Linked DNA regions of Nomascus leucogenys: region 1 is linked to region 2. Evidence: chromatin contacts called from public Hi-C data. All regions are on one chromosome and are shown on one strand. The core of a region is the stretch at or near the end of the contact, and the rest is flanking DNA. Distances in the headings are between cores, read along the strand shown.

Evidence for each region. A called contact is a pair of places that touch in the nucleus more often than the background predicts.
Region 1: a Hi-C map of a lymphoblastoid cell line shows a contact between it and region 2, with 8 times the contacts expected there. The contact joins two enhancer-like sites. A contact is called at or near these places in 3 of 4 Hi-C or Micro-C datasets (a lymphoblastoid cell line and an unstated tissue).

Annotation. Positions count from the first base shown.
Region 1 is chr10:90,108,782-90,112,708 of Asia_NLE_v1, forward strand. ABCB9 (ATP-binding cassette sub-family B member 9) reads right to left here. Exons shown (of 12, transcript XM_030821577.1): 6 at 3,821-3,927; 7 at 2,197-2,325. Among named protein-coding and RNA genes, the nearest start is that of OGFOD2, 30 kb to the right of the region's middle. Within about 2 kb of position 1,525, the one cell type or tissue checked has an H3K27ac peak away from gene starts, as active enhancers do. A contact at or near this core is called in a lymphoblastoid cell line, where this site is marked.
Region 2 is chr10:90,025,263-90,029,017 of Asia_NLE_v1, forward strand. HIP1R (huntingtin-interacting protein 1-related protein) reads left to right here. Exons shown (of 32, transcript XM_030821574.1): 29 at 58-181; 30 at 273-334; 31 at 455-661; 32 at 854-2,075. The coding sequence ends at 901. Among named protein-coding and RNA genes, the nearest start is that of HIP1R, 28 kb to the left of the region's middle. Within about 2 kb of position 1,754, the one cell type or tissue checked has an H3K27ac peak away from gene starts, as active enhancers do. A contact at or near this core is called in a lymphoblastoid cell line, where this site is marked.

The DNA of each region.
Region 1 (3,927 bases), core at 275-2,774, 83 kb after region 2:
GTGCCCGGCCGAGCATGCTCTGTATGTTAGGAGGTAGGTTCCAACATTATCTCCTTTTTTACTGATGAGGAAACTCAGGCACAGAGGGCTCAAGTAACTTGGCCCAGGTCACATAGCCTAGAAGTGGCAGAGCCAGGATTTGAATCCAGGCCCATCTGTCTCCTGAGTTCAGGCTCTTAGGTGCTGAATGTCCTCATTGGTGATAAGGCGGTGATATCAGCATCTGTGTCCTGTTACTGTGAAGACAACAGCAACAGCTGGTAGTAAACACTCAAAACCCCAGAGCTGGCTGGGCATAGTGGCTCACACCTGTAATCCCAGCACTTTGGGAGGCCGAGGCAGGCGGATCATTTGAGGTCAGAAGTTCCAGACCAGCCTGGCCAACATGGTGAAACCCCCTCTCTACTAAAAGTACAAAAATTAGCCAGGCATGGTGGTGCGTGCCTATAGTCCCAGCTACTGGGGAGGATGAGGCAGGAGAATAGCTTGAACCCGGGAGGCAGAGGTTGCAGTGAGCCAAGATTGCACCACTGTACTCTAGCCTGGGAGGCAGAGCAAGACTCTGTCTCAAAAAAAAAAAAAATTAAAAAGAAAAAAATTAGCTGGGTGTGGTGGCATGTGACTGTAACCCCAGCTACTCAAGTAGCTAAGGTAGGAATATCACTTGAGTCCAGGAGGTCAAGGCTGCAGTGAGTCATGATCACAGCACTGCACCCCAGCCTGGGTGACAATGTGAGACTCTGTCTCAAATAGTAATAATAATAAACAAACAACACTGCACTGAACATCTCGGGACATACATCTTCGCCCACTGCTGTGAGTACTCTTGAAGCATGGATTCCTAGGGGCAGAGTTACTGCCGAGTCAAATAATACGGCAGGTGTGATTCTCCAGCAGATGCAATGGCCTGAGTAGCAGATGCTAGGAACACCCCAACAACATCCTTGAGCCTTATCAGCGCAGCACACAAAGGCCCAACCTCTTACTGCCTGCGGAATGCGGGCTTTTTTGTGGGAGTGGGGCAGACAAGAGAATTAACACCCTCACTCCAGGCTGACCTTGAGCAATGACTGATGGCAGCTTGGGTGTAAACACCCCAGCTCCCTGGCCCTCAGATGGGATGACTCTGGCGCTGGTATCCTACCCTGTCCGCTAGAAGGATCCCACCTCAGTTGCCCACACTGGTAACTGGCTCCACCACTCACTCTGCTGACTTCCTTCCTTCCACGTCTCACTTTCCACTCCCACCCCCGTTTCCTGAGATCACCTCCCAAACAAATCTGTTGCACTCCAATTCTGTCTCAGGATCTGCTTGTGCGGAAACCAAAATCAAGACAATCTAAAACACCCTTGCATTTCCGAGGCGCTACACTGGAAGTAGGCTGGGAGGAAGTCAGACCCGGCTGGCGCTGAGCCCGTTCCCGAGCAAATGTGGTGGGCAAGTCACTTCACTGCTTGGGTTCAGTTTTCTTTTCTGAGAAATGGGAATTTCCACATCACTTCAACTTCTCACAGAGCTGTTAAGACCATTTCCTGAAATCACCTCTGTCCCTAAAGGGTGTTGCTGTCACTTGTTGGTAGTATTATCATTCTTTGTTTCTTTTGTTTTTTTTTGAGATGGAGTTTCGCTTTGGTCGCCCAGGCTGGAGTGCAGTGGCGCGATCTTGGCTCACTGCAACCTCTGCCTCCCGGGTTCAAGCGATTCTCCTGCCTCAGCCTCCTGAGGACCTGGGACTACAGGCACATGCCACCATACTCGACTTGCCTATTTATTTATTGAGACGGAGTCTCGCCCAGAGTGCAGTGGTGCGATCTCAGCTCACTGCAACCTCTGCCTCCAGGGTTCAAGCAATTCTTCTCTCAAGTAGCTGGGATTACAGGTACCCACCAACACGCTTGGCTAATTTTTGTGTTTTCAGTAGAGATGGGGTTTCACCACGTTGGCCAGGCTGGTCTCGAACTCCTGACCTCAAGTGATCCACCCGCCTCTGCCTCCCAAAGTTCTGGGATTATAGACGTGAGCCACCATGCCCTGCCTAGTATTATCATTCTTGATATGATCATGCTGTTTCCCCTACTTACCTTAGAGAGAAATACCACATTGTCAGAGTCCCTGAAGCCCCCCCACCCCATTAAGATCCCTCTTCCCCAAACCCCTCCCTTCTCTCTGGATCCCCGGACACACTGGCCTCTCACCTCCATACAATCTCCCAGGACAAACTCGTAGATGATGAAGGCGATGAGGTTGCCGCTGGTCATCTGGCCCGAGATGACAAGGTGGCCCCCGTAGTAGAGGATGCTGACCTGGACCACCAGCAGTGTGAGCTGGGGCAGAGGGAGAGGGGATGTGGGTCGGGGGGACCTTAGATCCCCCACCATCCCCCATTCCCTGCCCCATCCCAGGCTACAAGGGGAGGTGAGGGCAGACCCAGCCACAAACTGAAATGCCAGCCGTTGGCAGGGGTGTCTTCCAAGGCTTGTCACTCATGCCTTCCCCTGCCCCAAGCATTTCCCTACAGAGGCCTCCAGCTGGAGCAGGCTGTGGGCTTGGCCACAGAACAAGGCTTTCTTTGAGAGGCCCTGGCACACACATGCCACCCCCAGGCTCCTCAGCTTGGCCACGTGGGAACTATTTGTCCTCCTTATGGGGAAGAGCATGACTCAGAGAGGGCAAGTGCCCTGGCTAAGGTCACACAGCGAGCTCTCTGTTTCCTCCCCCAGAGGGGTTCTGTGAAGAAGGGGCTGTGATGGGGGTGCCCATGCCTTCCTCCTGTACCTGGGGGGCATCTGGGAAGGGAGTGGAGTCTGAGTACCCATGGCAGCCCACACCCCAGTCAGGGACTCCATCTGTCCTCCTCATGCCCAGCCAGAACTAGGCTGCTGTCTGGGCCACTGTGCCTTGGTGGAAGCTGCAAAGGATCCCCCTGCCAGCGGACAGATTGCTAAGAGGATCAGCCAGCTGAGCTGGCCCTTAGCCCCTCCTCTCCTCCTTGGCTGGTACTTTGGGGAGGTGGCAGCACCAGGAAGTCCCAGATATCCTCTGGCCCCTGGCTCCCCTGTAGACCACCAGCTCCCTCCTCCCTCTCACTCCAAACCCTCCTCATTCCTCTGCAGCTATGCCCTGACCTGCCCACCTCCCATGTGTGGCCAGTGCAACAGTGACATGATCCAAGTGCTCCCCATCCTCCAAGGAGGGGCTGTGACTCACTCCCGGGAGTGTGCCAGACACTGTCGGGAGTGTGTGTGGCTGTGACAGGAGACCTGCCCGAAAGAGGCCTAGGGACCTGCTGACTCCCCACGTCAGCAAGGATGTTTCCCCAGCTGGGAAAAGAAAGCTCCCACCCTGCCACCCCACGCCAGGTGAGCGGGAGAGAGGGGCAGCCTTGCTTCCGGGAAAGATTCTCAGCCGGGCGCGGTGGCTCACGCCTGTAATCCCAGCACTTTGGGAGGCTGATGTGGGTGGATCACCTGAGCTCAGGAGTTCGAGACCAGCCTGGCCAACATAGTGAAACCCTGTCTCTACCAAAAATACAAAAATTAGCCAGGCATGGTGGCGGGCGCCTGTGGTCCCAGCTATGCAGGAGGCTGAGGCAGGAGAATTGCTTGAACCCAGGAGGTGGAGGTTGCAGTGAGCTGAGATGGTGCCACTGCACTCCAGCCTGGGTGACAGAGTGAGGCTCTGTCTCAAAAAAAAAAAAGAAAGAAAGATTCTCCACCAGCTTGATGCCAACATGCAGGGCTGATGTCCTAGATCGAGGGCTTCCCCCATCTTTGCATCCCATCCCTCCACAGCCAGAGCTGCCTGGCCAGGGGCACATACCCCGCTGCCCCAGACGTAGTACATGTAGGCAGCCGCCTCCTTCCTGTTCAGCTTGTACACCTGCTGCAGCTTCCGCAGGTACACCTCTGCCTCCTCTTCCTCATTGG
Region 2 (3,755 bases), core at 504-3,003:
CCCTGATCTCTCGCCCCACCCTGACCCCTCGCCCCACCCTGACCCCTCGCCCCTCAGGTGAAGGCCGACAAGCACAGCCCCCACCTGAGCCGCCTGCAGGAATGTTCTCGCACAGTCAATGAGAGGGCTGCCAATGTAGTGGCCTCCACCAAGTCAGGCCAGGAGCAGATTGAGGACAGAGGTGAGTGCCAGGTGCCAAGGGGGGCTACTGGCTCCCGAGGATGAATGGGGGTGGGCACCCAGATGTTCACTCCCTTGCTCTCCGGCCATAGACACCATGGATTTCTCTGGCCTGTCCCTCATCAAGCTGAAGAAGCAGGAGATGGAGACCCAGGTAGGTGCCCATGGCTGCCCCGTGACCTCTGAGCTCACCCCTCGGGTGAAGCCTGGACCCAGGAGAGAGCTCCCTGGGGAGGCTGGGCTGGGCTGGGCTGAGCAGGCCGTGTGGCTACAGGTGCGTGTCCTGGAGCTGGAGAAGACGCTGGAGGCTGAACGCATGCGGCTGGGAGAGTTGCGGAAGCAACACTACGTGCTGGCTGGGGCATCAGGCAGCCCTGGAGAGGAGGAGGCCGTCCGGCCCAGCGCTGCCCCCCGAAGTGTAACCACCAAGAAACCACCCCTGGCCCAGAAGCCCAGCGTGGCCCCCAGACAGGACCACCAGGTGCCGTCTGCACTGGGATGGGGGAGTTCCTGGATGGGGGTGCCGTCCCCAGCCCTAGAGGGGCACATGGTGCACATCCCTGGGGAAGTCAGGGACCACTGACAACGTGGAGGGAGGAGCTTGCTCAAGGGAGAGGTGGGGCCCCAGGAGCCTGGCCGTGACCACTGACCCCCCCACCTTGAACCCCTACAGCTTGACAGAAAGGATGGCATCTACCCAGCTCAACTCGTGAACTACTAGACCCCCCAGGGGTCAAGCAGGGTGGCTGGTAGACAGGCCTGAGCCTCTGCAACTGCCCTGACAGGACCGAGGGGCCTTGCCCCTCCACCTGGTGCCCAAGCCTCCCGCCCCACCGTCTGGATCAGTGTCCTCAAGGCCCCGGGCCCTTACTGAGCCTGCAGGGGCCTGGGCCATGTGGGTGGTGCTTCTGGATGTGAGTCTCTTACTTACCTGCAGAAGAAACTTTGGGGTGCAGCCAGGACCCAGTAGGCCAGAGCCTCAACTCTTCAGGAAATAAGAGTTTTTAATATTCCGAGCTAGAGCTCTTCTTCCTACGTTTGTAGTCAGCACACTGGGAAACCGGGCCAGCATGGGGCTCCCTGCCTTCTGGACTCCTGAAGGTCGTGGATGGACGGAAAGCACACAGCCTGTGCTGGCTGATGGGACGAGGGTCAGGCATCCTGTCTTTGGCCTTCTGGGGCACTGATTTCTACCAGGCCTTCCAGCTGCGTGGTCTCCACAGACCAGGCTCTGGGTGGGCTAGAGGAATGTCGCCCATTACTCCTCAGGCCTGGCCCTCGGGCCTCCGTGATGGGAGCCCCCAGGAGAGGTCAGATGCTGGAAGGGGCCGCTTTTTGGGGAGTGAGGTGAGACATAGTGGCCCAGGCGCACCTTCACTCCTGGAGTTTCCATTTCCAGCTGGAATCTGCAGTCACCCCCATTTCCTGTTTTCCATTCCCCCGTTCTGGCTGCGCCCCACTGCCCACCTGAAGGGGTGGTTTCCAGCCCTCTGGAGAGTGGGTTTGGCCCTGGGCCCTCCAGCTCAGCCAGAAAAAGCCCAGAAACCCAGCTGCTGGACCAGGGCCCTCAGGGAGGGGACCCTGCAGCTGGAGCGAGCTAGGCCCTGGCTTTGCCCATCAGATTTGAACGAATGTGTGTCCCTTGAGCCCAAGGGGAGTGGCAGGAGGGGTGGGACCAGGCTGGGAGGACAAAGCCAGCAGCTGCCATGCCCTCCTGCTCCCCCCACCCTGCCCCCAGCCCCAGCCCTAGCCCTTTAGCCATTCACCCTGTGCTCTAGAAAGGCTACCAAATACTGGCCAAGGTCAGGAGGAGCAAAAATGAGCCCCTTGGCTTTGTGTTAGCATTTCCTCCTGAAGTGTTCTGTTGGCAATAAAATGCACTTTGACTGTTGTCACTGATGCCCCAGAGGGAGGGGGCTGTGCCTGGCTCTTCATTCCTCTAGGGACATGTGTTCCCTTGTCTAGGCCCTGGCCAGGCGCTGGGGCGGGGACCTATTCATGTCTGCATTTAATGCTAGAGTACTTGGGACTGCAGAAAAGCTCAACAGGGCTGTCACTGGCTTGTGTCCCCGCCTTGCATCTCTGGGAGGATTTATGGGCCTCAGGGCCCTCCTTTTACACAGGAGGCCAAGAGCCACCTGCACTCCCAGCCTTGATGCCCACAGCTTCCCTGGGGCCCCCAGCAGTTGCTGACCCCCTCAGTGTGTCTGAGACCGTGCCTGACAGTTGCTAAGTTAAGGTGGGGACCCTGACTCCCGGTTGGCCTGGGCTTGAGCCATGGCCACACACAGCCTTTGCACCTACCGGAAACCTGGAAGGGTGTTCAGTCCCTGGGCATGTGGCAGCCTTGCAAGCACCCACTTTACCCAGGAGCACATGCCAGAGGGAACGCTGAGGTGGGTGAGCTCACTCTGTCCTACCCCCTGCCAAGATCACTGGCATTTATGGAAAGGACAGGGTGGGTCAGGGGAGAGAAAAGGCCCCTTGGCTGGCTCCTGTATGCCCTCAGACAAGCCTCCCACCTGTGCCCAGGTCTCCTGAAAGATGAAGTGGGGCCTCAGCTGGGGCTGCGTAGCCAGGGTGCTTGTGCCGGGTGGTTAGGGTGAAAGGGCCTTGCAAACTGACCACGAGGGCTAAGACAGACCCCATGCCTGGCTCTTGTTTACACAGCAAGATGGCTTCAGAAAACACTAACAGAACTGATTCTCCACCAGATACAAACCAGTGAAAATCCACAGGCACTGACAACACTTAACTGATCATTCTTGAGTCCTCAATGACCAAACTTTTTGAGATGGAGTCTTGCTGTCACCTAGGCGGCAATACAGTGGCATGCCTTGGCTCACTACAACCTCCTCCCGGGTTCAAGAAATTCTGCCTCAGTCTTCCGAGCAGCTGGGATTACAGGCATGCACCACCATGCCTGGCTAATTTTTGTATTTTTAGTAGAGATGGGGGCTTTGCCATGTTGGCCAGGCTGGTCTCAAACTCCTGATCTCAAGTGATCCGCCCCCCAGCCTCAGCCTCCCAAAGTGCTGGGATTACAGGCCACTGTGCCTGGCCGAAACCTTTAATTGAAAAGGCTGCCTCGTGTGGGGCTAGAAAGCAGGAGCGTGGGGTCTGGTCCTGCTCCCCCACCCTCTTGGACCTGTCATTGCCTCTCCCTGGTCCTCCTTGTGAACGGGACACACAGCGGGAGGAGAGGCTCCCACAAAGCAAGGTTCATGAGCCACAAGACTGTGAAGTCCAGCATCCTCACTGGAGTGGACAACAGATTTGGCCATAAGCTTCCTGGCAGCCACTGGGAAGAATGAAACTATCAGACACTTTTTTTTTTTAAGGCTAACTGGCTTCTCAGGAAATGCTTCCCTCTTCCTCACAGAAAAACCACAGAAATTTCTCCTGCACATTCTCATAGAACAATGATGTGCCAGGAATGGCAGCTATTAGAAGAGACAGCAACAGGTGAGCTTGCTCTCATCTCAGTTCCTCAAGTCCCTCGCAGGGGCATTGTGACCCAGATACACAGCTCAGCTGGGGTGGTGAGGACGCAGGCGTACGGCTCAGCCGGGGCG